Linked DNA regions of Mus musculus: all the other regions are linked to region 3. The links are chromatin contacts, called in public HiChIP or PLAC-seq and promoter capture Hi-C maps. All regions are on one chromosome and are shown on one strand. Each heading gives the region's core, a stretch centred on a gene start, on an enhancer-like site or on the middle of the called end of the contact. The rest is flanking DNA. Distances are from core to core; before and after follow the strand shown.

Region 1 (4,099 bases), core at 23-2,522, 830 kb before region 3:
AGGGGAGTCTGATTGAGGGCCGCCCACTCACCCCTTGCCCCAGAGTCCCGCCCAACGCCCGTCCTAAGACGCTTTCTCTCCACTCAAAGCCCCGCCCGCCAATCCTACGGAAGCCAATCGTAATGCGCACTCTTAATCCTCCTTGAAAGGCAGACTGGAAACTTCCAAGTTTGCACAACCTTTTGTAGACATTGGGGAAGGAGGTTTCCCAAACTTCTGGTTTCCTAGGATGAACTCAGCCTCAAGGGAGTCCCTCCCCTTGAGCTCAGCGCGCAGCCGCGTAGAAGGCGGAGCCCGGCCCATGGCTTCTCTGCTGAGCTAGCCCGAGAAGACCCTTGTCTCCCATCAAAATTTGCTGTGCTCAGCCCCGGGTCCCAAAACCGAGAACTGAGGACCTAGAAAATGTTGAGGCACCTAGTTAAGCCCCAACCGGGTTGGCTGTCACAGAAGCTCTCTCAGAAAACAAAGTAATTTTGGGTTCCGGGCTGGTGTGAAGAACCGATTAAGGTGCTGAACGGCAGGCAGGTTCTAACTGTAACGTGCCCCACTCGTCTTAAGCCTGTTGATCTACGTTTGTTTGGGATAGTGCCATTAGTGCCCACATTCCCCTAGGAATTCTACTAAACCCGGGGATGGGGGTGGAGGGTGGAGGGAGACCCAGTATTGGAGATTGACACCTAAATAGATTAACCAAGTGAATTAACGAAAAAATCTTCCTTGGGTCTAGACCCAACGTTAAAGAGTAAGGTGGTAGGTTCCGCGTGTTTTTTGCAGACCCCGGGAAGGTAGTGCTGTTTGTCTCAGAAAACAAAGGACAAGATACCCTAAATGCCAATTTATGGGCAAGGTCGTGGGCTTTCCCCTTTAAAAAGCAGAGTCACAAGTGACATCAGATAGCTAAAGGTAGACTGAGCCTTCGGGTTACTACTTCCGAAGCCAGTCTGTCTCTTCCCTCCCTACTACCAGAATATAAATTACTGTACAGAAGGGCTGTAACTCCTTCAAGTCCTAAACAAGGCTGATTGAGCTAACCATGCATAATAACCACTACCAGATCGCCTAGTCCATCCACCTTGATCGGTGGGCCAAGGCAGATGCCAGAGGCGGTTTATATAAATTCTCACACCTTCGAGGGGAGGTGAGCAAACGTTAGAAGCACAAGTGGGTTGACTTTTAGGCTGGGTAGTTCTGGCCCCGTAGTCTAGATTCTAGCAAAGGGCGGAGCTTCTCGGAAAGCGAAAGAAGGAGGGGCTGGCAGGAGACTTAAGGGAAGTAGGAAACTCCACAGGCGAGCGTACTGGACGGCACCGGGGGCCCAGGGTTGCCTGCCATGTCTGCGGGAGACCCCCGCGTGGGATCCGGGTCCCTGGACTCCTTCATGTTCTCCATACCCTTGGTCGCGCTTAACGTGGGAGTGAGGCGCCGCCTATCGCTGTTCTTGAACCCTCGGACGCCCGTGGCGGCCGACTGGACCTTGCTGGCGGAGGAGATGGGCTTCGAGTACTTGGAGATCCGAGAGCTGGAAACGCGCCCTGACCCCACTCGCAGTTTGTTGGATGCCTGGCAGGGGCGCTCTGGCGCGTCTGTCGGCAGGCTGCTAGAGCTGCTGGCCTTGTTAGACCGTGAGGATATACTGAAGGAGCTGAAGTCGCGCATCGGTGAGGAAACGTGCTTCCTGGCTTTGTGCCAAGGATCAACGAGGCTAGCCTTGGCATATTAATCTTGTTCATTTTTTTCTGGGGTGCGCTAGGGAGGAAGAGAGTGACAGTCGAATTTTCTGTCAGTATGCAGGTCAGCGTAGGGATTGGGAGAGGGGTCAAAAACCCTGAGGAAAGATGGAAAGAGCCTAGGCAAAGACCTTCAGTTGTACCAAGAGTCAAGATCTGCTTTTCTCGCGGTATCTCAGTTGTGTCAGGATCAACCGGACAAGTGAGGACCCCTTCCATCACTCACTGGCACTCAGCACAACACCCCCGCCCCGCCCACAGTGAGGTACACCTTGCTAGATGGGGGTCACCATTCTCATTGAGCACTAACTGGGTGCCTGAGCCCTTCTGACATTCAATCCTCTGCTCCGATTGCTCTGTGCCCTGCTAGATGCCCAGTTTGGCTCCATTCTCTAGAGCCTTAGAAAGGGAAGGCAGGAGGAAGGCTCAGAGAAGCAGGCTGACTTTGGAGTCCTCTCAGATGCTCATTTTGGGAGAGTCCAAAAGGAAGTGTTAGTTTGTAGAGCCATCCATGGTACCAGTGGCTGGGGAAGGCTCGGCCCAAGTAGGCCCTTTTTAAATTTTTTTTTTAACATTTATTTATTATTATACATAAGTACACTGTAGCTGCCTGCAGACACACCAGAAAAGGGCGTCAGATCTCATTATGGGTGGTTGTGGGATTTGAACTCAGGACCTTCGGAAGAGCAGTCAGTGCTCTTACCGGCTGAGCCATCTCGCCAGCCCCAAGTAGGCTCTTTAAACTAATTCAGGATTTTGAGTGTGTGTACAGCAGCAACCTGGGGCATGGGGGGCGGGGGTGTCGGGGATGGGGTGGGAGGAGGAGCCTCTACACCCTTCTCTTCTCCACAGAGGAGGACTGCCAGAAATACTTAGGTAAGCAGCAGAACCAGGAGTCCGAGAAGCCTTTACAGGTGGCCAGAGTGGAAAGCAGTGTCCCACAAACAAAGGAACTGGGAGGCATCACCACCCTTGATGACCCCCTAGGTAAGGGCCCAGTACTGTGCCCCTAGGTAGAATAGGTGGGCCACAGCCTCAAACATGTGACCTGCAGAGGGCATGGATACCGGAAGCAGATGGATGGACCTGGGACCTTGGGCAAGCTGCTCATTCTGAGCCTTGGTTTCCCCATCTAAGAAATGGGAATAATGGCAGTCCTCTCCCAGAGTGGTTCTGAGACTTTAATGGCATGCCTCCATCATAGTTAACCGGGATTTCATCTGGGAGGAAGTTATCTGTTCACTGGTAGAGAGGGCATGTATATGACATTGCTTTGATATGGATACAGGCCCAGGTTCCCTTGATGGAAGACTCCAGGTTGGGCTCCTTCCAGCCTTCTGCAGAGGCTGATTGATTCCCTTGTCCCCTGTCCTCAGGACAAACGCCGGAACTTTTCGATGCCTTTATCTGCTACTGCCCCAACGATATCGAGTTTGTGCAGGAGATGATCCGGCAACTAGAACAGACAGACTATCGGCTTAAGTTGTGTGTGTCCGACCGTGACGTCCTGCCGGGCACCTGTGTCTGGTCCATTGCCAGCGAGCTAATTGAGAAAAGGTTGGTTAAACATCTAAGAGGGTAGGTGGGTGAATGCATGAAACCCAGAGGTCCAGATGCAAGGACTGTCCTGCTAGCTGGGCTCTGTCCCGCCTGGGTAATGTAGTCCTTCCTGACCCCATCCTCTGAAGGAAGTCACCGCAGTGCCACTCTCCCTCAGGTGTCGCCGCATGGTGGTGGTTGTTTCTGACGATTATCTACAGAGCAAGGAATGTGACTTCCAGACCAAGTTTGCACTCAGCCTGTCTCCAGGTAAGCTTAGGCCTGCTTTGGTCAAAGAGAGAGTAGAGATATAGCCTTAGGATGATAGTCCAGGAATGCAAAACCAAAGCACTACAGATCTCTGAGGACGGACCTGTGTACTTCCTTATGTAGTGGATATGTATCATGGATACCTGGTTGGTGGAGAGCTGGTGTTAGCCCGTGCTTTAGGGACTGAGCCTGTCCCACCCTAGGGCCCCACGTGGTCCTAATACCACACCCTTTGGCCTTCAGGTGTCCAACAGAAGCGACTGATTCCTATTAAATACAAGGCGATGAAGAAGGACTTTCCCAGTATCCTGCGGTTCATCACTATATGCGACTATACCAACCCTTGCACCAAGTCCTGGTTCTGGACCCGCCTTGCCAAGGCTTTGTCCCTGCCCTGAAGATGACCCTGGGAGCCCTAGGTATGTCAGTCTGTCTGTGTTCTTCCGCTTGCCTCCTTTGACACTGTAGTGGGGAGCTTGTGGTCCGTCTATCCCTAGACATCTACAGTAGCCAGATGTCATCTCTCAAGTCCTTACGGAACCAGTGACTGCAAGTGACATTAT
Region 2 (4,267 bases), core at 39-2,538, 550 kb before region 3:
AGGAGTCCATAGATAGTTGTTGATTGACCAAGGGAGTCACCAGGCGTGCCAGCAGCACCTCTAGTTGAGGTCATTGTGTGACAATGACATATATGATGGATGGGCACAGTGGTCACACAATGGTCCTTTCCAGCAACGGAGAACATGGCACACCATGGTGGGTATAGTGACTTGCAACAGGACCCTTCAGCAAGGACAGAGTCTATACATCAAACCAGCTACAGGAAAATGATTAGGGACCCAGACAGACAGAGACCCGAGGCACAGAGCCAGAAGGTAGTGGCCAGGTAGCTCTAAGGGCCACAGTGGAGTGGGAAGGACACCGTCCAACTTCGGGGCCACAGAGAAGAGGAGGGCATATTGGCAGCTGGAAGCAGTGTCTAACCTGGCTTCTCAGAGAGGGGCAGCAGTGGCCCAGGGGTGGCTGGGAAGGAGCCCCAAAACCCACAGCCTGGAGAGTCAGACTGGAGCTGAGCCCCCATCCCTCTTGCTAGAGGAGGCAAGAGAACTTTAAAGCACGGGGTGTCTTTACTCCTCTTACACTTTGTGTTCCCTCCCCTCCCGCTAGAGGTTTCTTCTCTTCCCACGGAGTCACCCGTGGCTCACGAGAGCCCCAGCCCATGTGTGTCCCCTTTTACCAGTACATCCCCCATGGGGACCCCATCTCCCCCACCCCCTGCCCTCCTAGAAGCCCTCTCATTTCCCAGGGTGAAGTTCCTTTCTCTCCGACACTGGCTTTCTCTCTGCCCCTCTCCGCAGGGGCTCTAACCCACTGTGTGTGTGTGTGTGGGGGGGAGGGGGTCCCAGTCTCCTTGGCGGCCAGGCCGCTTGTCTTGTCGTTTGTCGCCTTCCTTCAGGTGACCCTTCTCCCTTCCAGCCGACCCCTCCTCCTGAACAAGGTGTACTTGAGGGTAGACCTCGAGATTCCTTTGCTTAACTTCCAGGAAGGGAGGGCATAGCCTGCTGGAGGGTCGTGAGTCAGGCGAACTGACTCTGGGGGGTGACAGAGAGCCCACCCACGCAAAACCCGCCGCTTCTTCCTCTCACGCTGGCTTGCCACAGTGGTCCTCCTCCACCCACGCGCAGATAGCCAAGCGTTCTCACCGTGGGGCTGCCCTCAATCCTACCAGCCTTCAGCCGCTGTATGATCCCCGAGCCCTAGAACGCCATGCCTTCCCTCTGCGTTCCCAGCAACCCCTCTACCGGGTCCCCCACCCCCACCCCAGTCCAGGCCTACCTTCTGGGAACTGCCTCTGCACCTTCCTTCACTCAGCCTGTGGGCAACACTAGGCCCCTCCCTCCGAACTGTAACTCAATCCCAGCTCCCGCCTTGCAGGACACACCCCGTGCTCTGTGCAGCATGGACAGGGAGGGCATTCAGAGTTAGTCAGTCAATAAATATTGACCAAGCCGTCTGGGAGCCAGCCCCCTTCCCGTGGCCTGGTAGATTACTTCTTCGGTACCAGTGGGCAGAGAAGGCTAGGGGTGGAGGCCTGATCAAGGCTGAGGTGGACTGTGGAATACACCGATTTCTCATTGGGGAGCTCAAGTGGGCAACCGCCCCCCTACCCCCGCGGGTTGGGCTCCTTTTGGATCTAGAGGTTCAGACCACCATAGTGAGTCAAGTGATATGAAGGTCATTTTAGGAGGTGGAGGAAACGCCCGGGGCTGCCTCCCAGAATTTCTGACCCCGACCTCCCATCTCGGGCTGGCTGCCCAGCACAGAGGTCCCCAGGGAGCCTGATATCCATCGTGGGAGAGGCCGGTGGAGTCTACAGCAAGGAGATCCCTTCCACACCCTGGCTGCCCCTCTGTTACTCCTGATTGTGGGATAGGAGGACGCTGGAAATAGAACCTTCCAGAAATGCCTGGGACACAACTTTCCTTTACCTCCTGCCTGTCACAGCACAGATCTCAGTCACAGCCAGCGTCAGCCAGCACATGCCTTCCCTTCAACCCCACTAGATCCTGCCTGCAGACAGTATGCAAGACCTCTCTCTGCAGCGGATTCTTCACTTACAAAGTCTCATGGCTCAGGACTAGACACTCCAGAAACTCTGGGCCAGCCTGTGCCCAGTGGTCAGTGTGTGTATGTGTTTTATTTTGCTTTGTTTTGGTCAGACAGTGTCATACTGTATAGCCCAAGCTGTCCTGAAACTCACAGTCCTCCTGCCTCAGCCTCCTGAGGGTTGGGATAGACAGATGGACATATGCAAGAGACACGGTTGTGGGTTAGCTGTGTGTAAAGGAAGCCTGTGTCACGAGGAACTTGGCTAGTCCTGTGTCTGGCTCACAGTAGAGAGTGTTGGGCTTCCTCTGTGCTCTCAGTCACCTGTCCCCTGTCCCCATGTCCCGTGTCACCATCCCCTTTCCCCTTTCCCAATCTGCTGGACTCTCACTTCTGTGTGGCCAGTGTTGGCTGGTTCCGGTAACACCTTCCCCTTCTTCTCTCTCCATCTGTCTCTTCTGGGGTCTCTAAGGGTCAGCGTGTACACAGCCCAGACCTCAGTCCCTCTCCATTGTCCACTTTACTTGCAAGTTCCAGGCCCAAGGGTGAAAGACCCCTGGTTTCCCAGCCTCTTCCCCTCTCTCATCCCCCGACCCCCCACCTAAACATGGTCTTCTCCCTGGACTGGGTAGTCACATTGCTTCCTGCATACTGCCCTGCTCTGGGAGCCAGCTTCAGCCAGTTGGTGGCATGAGTCACCCTCTGTCTTGGCCTCCCTGGTCCTGCATCTTCCTTCTCACAGCCGCCAGAGGGACTTGGATTACATTTTTGTTGTTCTTGGATTTATTTATTTATTATTCTGTGTGTGTGTGTGTGTGTGTGTGTGTGTGTGTGTGTGTGTGAGAGAGAGAGAGAGAGAGAGAGAGAGAGAGAGAGAGAGAGAACTTTCACAGAAGTCATGGGGTGTGTGGAGTATGGAGGCCATGTGGAGTATGGAGGCCAGAGGGTCACTTGTGGGCTGGTTTCCTCCTTCCACTATGTAGGTCCCAGTGGATTTAACTCAAGTTATGAACTCCTTGAACAGCTGAGGATGACCACAAACTACTTAATGATTATCCTCCTCCAATACTGTGATCACAGTTTACCTTCAGGCCTGGTTCGTTCCCCTCCCTCTCTCCCTCCTCCCCGCTCTCTCCCTCCTTCCCCCTCCCTCCCGCCCTCCTTTTTTCCTTTGAGACAAGGTCTCTCTATATGTAGCCCAGGTTAGCCTCATACTTGTGGCAATCCTCCTGCTTCAGCTTCAGAATGCTGTGATTATAGGAGTGTGCTAGCATTTCCTCCTCCAGGGCCCCACTCATAGTTTTACAACTCATGGTAAGATACGGCCATGCCTTGATATCTGTAAGAAGACTAATTCTGTTCCCCCACGGATATAAGAATGGAAGGCTGCTTAAGCCCGTCACACAAGATGATGAGCTAGTGCTTACACATGGCTCCCTCAGCCTTCCCTACATTCTCAGTCATATCTAGGCCACTTACTGAAGACAGAGTAATGCTGTACACAGTTGTCACACCCAGGGGACAGACAAGGAAAGCAGTCTAACCAAGTTTAGTAATCATAACTTTCTCTCCAGTGGCTTTATTGAAGTTAATCAAATCCACGGCTGTGGAACCTGCAGATAGAGAGAGACAACTGAATACTTCAAGTCTGTCGCTCTCCTGGATCCCGTGGGTGTGGCGGTGGGCTGGAAAGGAGTTAGGCAGATGAGCAGGGGCCGACCATCATCAAAATACATTGTGTCCTTGTTTGGAATCTTAAAGTGCATATATCACATTAAAGTAATAAGCCAGGCAGTGGTGTAGCACACCTTTAATCCTAGCAACCAGGAGGCAGAGGTAGGTGAATCTCTGTGAGTTTGAGGCCAGCCTGGACGACAAAGTGAGTTCTAGGACAGCCAGGGCTATATCTTGGGGAAAAACAAAACAAAACAGAACAAACCAACTCCATCTTGGGGAAAAACAAAACAAAACAGAACAAACCAACTCCATCTTGGGAAAAAACAAAACAAAACAGAACAAACAAACAAAAAAAATCCAAACCAAAACTGGAACTTGCTTTGTAGAAAATTCTTATTATTTTTATTAATTAAAACTAAAAACCATCCTAGGGCTAGGCATAGAGGCGCCTACCTACAATCACAGCACCTCGAGGTAGAGGCAGGAAGATTGCAAGGTCCAGCCAGTGTGGGCTACAGAGTGGGCTCCACTTTCAGAAAACAAAACAAAACAAAAATATTTACCCTGACAGTTTTTCGTTGT
Region 3 (4,270 bases), core at 1,445-3,944:
TTTTGCAATCTACAGTGGTTGTTCCAGAAATGAACCATCGTTCTTATGGTATAAATACTTCACCTCCTAAAGATGGTCTTCTTCTATGTGAAATTCAGCCATCCAAAAATAAGGCAGCTTCCAGTTAAATACGGCATATGAGCTACATATGGCGTCCTCCACAGAGTTAGTAAGTCTCAAGCAATTTTCAGAAGACTGGAGATGAACGAGAAGCAGAAGCGGTACCAAGTTCAGCAGAGCTGAGGTACTGCAACGCCAGGACCCACACAAGGTACTGCTGCCATGGAAACAAAGCAGCGTTCATCCCAGATTCTTAGAAAGCCTCAGGTCTTAAAGCAAAAGGTATGAGCCAGCTTTAAATATAATATCTTTATTTAAAAATAAAGAGGCAAGCTCAGAAACTCACAAGCCCTGAGCTCTCCTGTCTCTCTCTACACTGCCAGTGGCAGGAACATCAGGCTTCTCTCCCGAACAATGAGGCTTCAGGCAGGGCAACAATAACAAAGTAAGATGGGGATAAGGACAAAGTACACAGATAAGGCCAAAGGCCTGAAGGATGCGCTGCGGTGTAGAGCAGAAGCTTCCCTCACTCCCTGGGGGTGAGTCTGGAGTGGGAGGGTCTATAGTGCTACAGTGGAAGATTGCTGTGCTTCACTCCTAAAAATACATTTCTTATTGCCATAAAAAGTGGGTCACAATTCATATGCTGCACTTAATTTGTCTCTTGTAGCATCTCTCAGTCTATGTAGACAATATTTGCCTGCAGCTCTGATTCTATGTAGCAGTTGCCTTTGGGTCTCATCACATTTTCATCTATAGGAGGAATAATATTTACCTCATAGGTTTATGAGGTCTAAGTAATCTATACTAACTACTAAATAAATGTGGAGCAGAGATCCAAATCAACGTTGTTTCTTTTTAGCGCTGTATAATAATCAGCCCCCTGGTAAGAATGTATCCAGCCAATTCTTTACTGGCCCCAGAGTGCTACCATTAAAACAGCGCCAGGGCTAGCAAGACAGTTCAGATGGTAAAATGCTTGCCTGAGTTTCCATCTCAGAATCCAGGTTAAAAAAGACAGCTGTGGTGGCACACTCTTGTACCCCAGTGCTCAGGAGGCAGAAAGGTGGATTCCCTCGGCCTGCTGGCCATTGAGCCCAGCCTATTTGGTGAGTTCCAGGCCAGGGGGTGTGCTGGAGAAATGGCTCAGAGGTTAAGAGCAATTGTTGCTCTTGCAGAGGACCAACCCACATAATGGTTCAACCATGCATGACAAGTTCCCTGGGATCCAACACTATCTTCTGGCCTCACACAGTGTACAGACATACAGACAGACAAGACACTCACATAAAGAAATCCAGAAATCTTTTTTAAATAGTAAAATAAAAAGAATAAAGCCCGAGGGATGAGGAATGACGACACCATGGTTGTCTTCTGGCTGCCACCTGCCCACGCGCGCACACAAGAAAAAAGAAATCGTGTAACTAAATGTTTTTGCATCCTAAATCTTCTCAGACTATGTTTCTAGAAACAGAATGCTGGGTCGTTATATTTAAACACCCAAACTGCTTCCCACTTAGCCAAACTACGACCTTTCTTGAGCCATGGGCTTTCCAGGTTTCTAACCATAAAAGAAAAGACGTTCGTGTTCAATCTACTGATATTCAGGGAGACTGGGGAGAGATTCAGCAGAAACCCTCCCCTCCCGTCCTTCACACCCTGAGTGCTGGAGAGGGGTAGTTTGTTTCTAACACGAACACGCCCCCTTTTCCCAGCCCGAAACCATACTCCCTTAAAAAGCAACGACCTTCCAGAAAAGATGCAAGAGCCCGGTTGCTGACAGGCTCGGTGCCCGTCCCGTTCAGTGTCTGCCCCTGAGCCCTGTCCGCCATCACCCAAGTTACACGAAGTGACTAACTCGTGACAGGCTTGGTCGCTGGACCGCCGCCCTCGGCTCCTGCGAGCAGCCTGGCCCGGGCAGGCTCGACTCTCTGCCTCGATCAGGGTTTGGAAGCAGGAGACTTACAGGGACCTGGTCATTCCGGGTGCGATGTCCAGGGAACCCAGAGGACATTGGTCATATATGGGGCAGAGGGCAGAGGTCACATATCACAAAGGATCTGGGTTGCCCCGCCCCCGTCACCACTCTAGAGTCAGGGTCTCTGACGGGCGAGAGAAGCTCCCCACGCAGGACCCGAACCCATCGCACCCATCTGTCAGACCGGGTCGGTCCTTAGAGGGGAAACTCCGAAGTCAAATGTCCCGACCGGTCCCGTCACCCTGCACAGGGACGGAGTTTTGGGAGAAACCAGGCCAGGGTTCCTACACCGGCTGGGTGGTCCCAAACCTTCCAGGGCTACGGTTTGGGGGGGGGGGGTGTTCCTGGGGCGGAGGTCAAAGGTCATGGGGAACTTTCGCCCGCTTCCCGGGCCTCGGCGCAGGGGGACGACGTACCTGAGCAGGGGCTAACGCCTGCTGCAGCTGCTGCTGCTCCTCGCTGATCTTCTGCTTCAGCTTCTTGAACATGGCGCGGCGAGGGGCCGGCAGCGTCTCTACCCGCGGGGCGGCCGGGCCCGGGCCTCGCCGCCTTCCTGTGGAGCTGGCGGGCACCTCGGGGCGCTCGTCGTGCGGGTGTCGGCGTCGCCGCCGCCGCGTCTCTTCTTTCTGGGTGCCCCTGGCTGGCCTCGGCCCCCCATCCAGCCCCGTCAGCGGCGGCGGCGGCGGCGACAACGGCAGCAGGTGAACGCGCCCCGGGCGCCTGCGCGGTCGACGTGGAGCTTGCCAGGGGCTTGCTACGGAGCGCCGCGGCGGACAATATGGAGGCGGTGCGGGTGAACGCGCGTGCACAGTGGCGTCTGCGCTGACTCTAGCGGGAGTCTTGGAGCTGTGCTGTCAAATAGGGAGCATCCCACCACTGAGCACCACAGTGAAGAAGGCTGGGGTGAGAGAGGATAGAGCTAGGAATGCAGAAGTGTATTCAGTGTCGTGTGGCACGATCGTTTAGAATTCTCTCGAAAGGTTTTTGGATAGTGGGTTGGATGGTATAGATGACTAGTTGGTTCGCTGGTTGGCCAGCTAGTTGGTTCGTTGGTTCATTGGTTCATTGGTTGGTTGGTTGGTTGGTTTAAAGAGAAAATCTGGGGCTGAGGGTGTAGAACGTTTGTTTACCTAGCATATGCAGGAAGGATTGGCTCTAGCCTCAGCATCGCATAAACTGGGTGTGATGGTGTATACCTGTAATCCCAGCATCCAGAGGTAGAAGCAGTAGGACGAGAAGTTCAAGGTCATTCTTGCCTATATGAATTTAAGGCCAGTCTGAGCTACAGTGAGATCCTGTCTCAAACATAAATAGTCTGGCTGAATTAGGCAGACTGGCCTTGAATTTGTTAACTAAAGTGATTTTCCTGCCTCCAGAATAGCTGAGGCCTACAGGTGCACAATTTTCTGCCTAGTCAGAATTATCTGCCTTTAGTGCTTAATATCTGTGGCTGCACTCCAAAGGAGCTGTCTTCCCCTACCTAGACTTTTCCATCTGCTGAGAACCCCCTACACTTGCACAACATAGAATATTTCTGAAACCTCTGCTCACAAAGACCCATATGACCTCGAAACTCTGGGTTCTGCACAAGCTACTACCTGGATGGCATCCATTCAGTTCTGATTCTTTGAACAGAACATTAAGAACTGGTGCATGGGGGTGTACACCTTTAATCCCAGCACCTGGGAGGCTGAGGCCAGGTGATCTCCGAGTTCCAGGCCAGATGGGCCTATGTTACATAGGGACACCCTGACTCAGAGAGAGAGAGAGAGAGACAGAGACAGAGACAGAGACAGAGACAGACAGAGACAGACAGAGACAGACAGAGACAGACAGAGACAGAGAGAGAGACAGAGAGACAGAGAAAACCAGATCCACAGGTTTAGGCCTCAGTCCCACAAGACTTCCAATGCCAGTCACATGCCAGAGGAGGAGATTCGTAGTCAAAAACCTAAGTGAAGGAGTCCTGTCTCTGGGCATATATACTACCTTGTCTTAGTTTGCCTGCAAGAATTCAAGTCAGAAAGCTGGAGACAAGAACTGAAGCAGAGCCAAAGGGGGAGTGGTGCTTGCTGTCCTGTTCCCAGTGGATCGCTCAGCTTGCTTTCTTATACAACCCAACACCACCTACCTGGGGTAGAACCACCCACATTAAGCTGGACCCTCACACTATCAATCATTAAACAAGACAATGCCTCCACAGAATTGCTTACAGGAAAGGTTATGAGAGCT

What was found. Promoter capture Hi-C pulls out the DNA fragments that hold promoters and counts their contacts. HiChIP or PLAC-seq counts read pairs in DNA pulled down with a chosen protein or histone mark.
Region 1: a promoter capture Hi-C map of pre-B cells shows a contact between it and region 3, with 4 times the contacts expected there. The contact joins the promoter of Myd88 here to the promoter of Golga4 in region 3. A contact is called at or near these places in 2 of 39 promoter capture datasets (liver and pre-B cells), 2 of 115 datasets of contacts at active chromatin or transcription factors (bone marrow-derived macrophages and embryonic stem cells) and 1 of 9 other capture datasets (adipose tissue).
Region 2: an H3K27ac HiChIP or PLAC-seq map of extraembryonic endoderm stem cells shows a contact between it and region 3, with 4 times the contacts expected there. The contact joins the promoter of Vill here to the promoter of Golga4 in region 3. A contact is called at or near these places in 6 of 39 promoter capture datasets (the C10 cell line, cranial neural crest, hippocampal neurons and 3 more), 3 of 115 datasets of contacts at active chromatin or transcription factors (extraembryonic endoderm stem cells, kidney and pancreatic cancer cells) and 1 of 9 other capture datasets (embryonic stem cells).

What each region holds. Positions count from the first base shown.
Region 1 is chr9:119,337,191-119,341,289 of GRCm38.p6, reverse strand. Myd88 (myeloid differentiation primary response gene 88) reads left to right here and starts at 1,272. Exons shown (of 6, transcript NM_010851.3): 1 at 1,272-1,658; 2 at 2,580-2,714; 3 at 3,104-3,284; 4 at 3,445-3,536; 5 at 3,780-3,955. The coding sequence starts at 1,331. The coding sequence ends at 3,934. It also overlaps a transcript of Acaa1a not described here.
Region 2 is chr9:119,049,799-119,054,065 of GRCm38.p6, reverse strand. Vill (villin-like) reads right to left here and starts at 1,288. Exons shown (of 20, transcript NM_001164567.1): 1 at 1,238-1,288.
Region 3 is chr9:118,504,742-118,509,011 of GRCm38.p6, reverse strand. It overlaps Golga4 (golgi autoantigen, golgin subfamily a, 4), which reads right to left and starts at 2,694. Exons shown (of 24, transcript NM_018748.3): 1 at 2,455-2,694. The coding sequence starts at 2,526.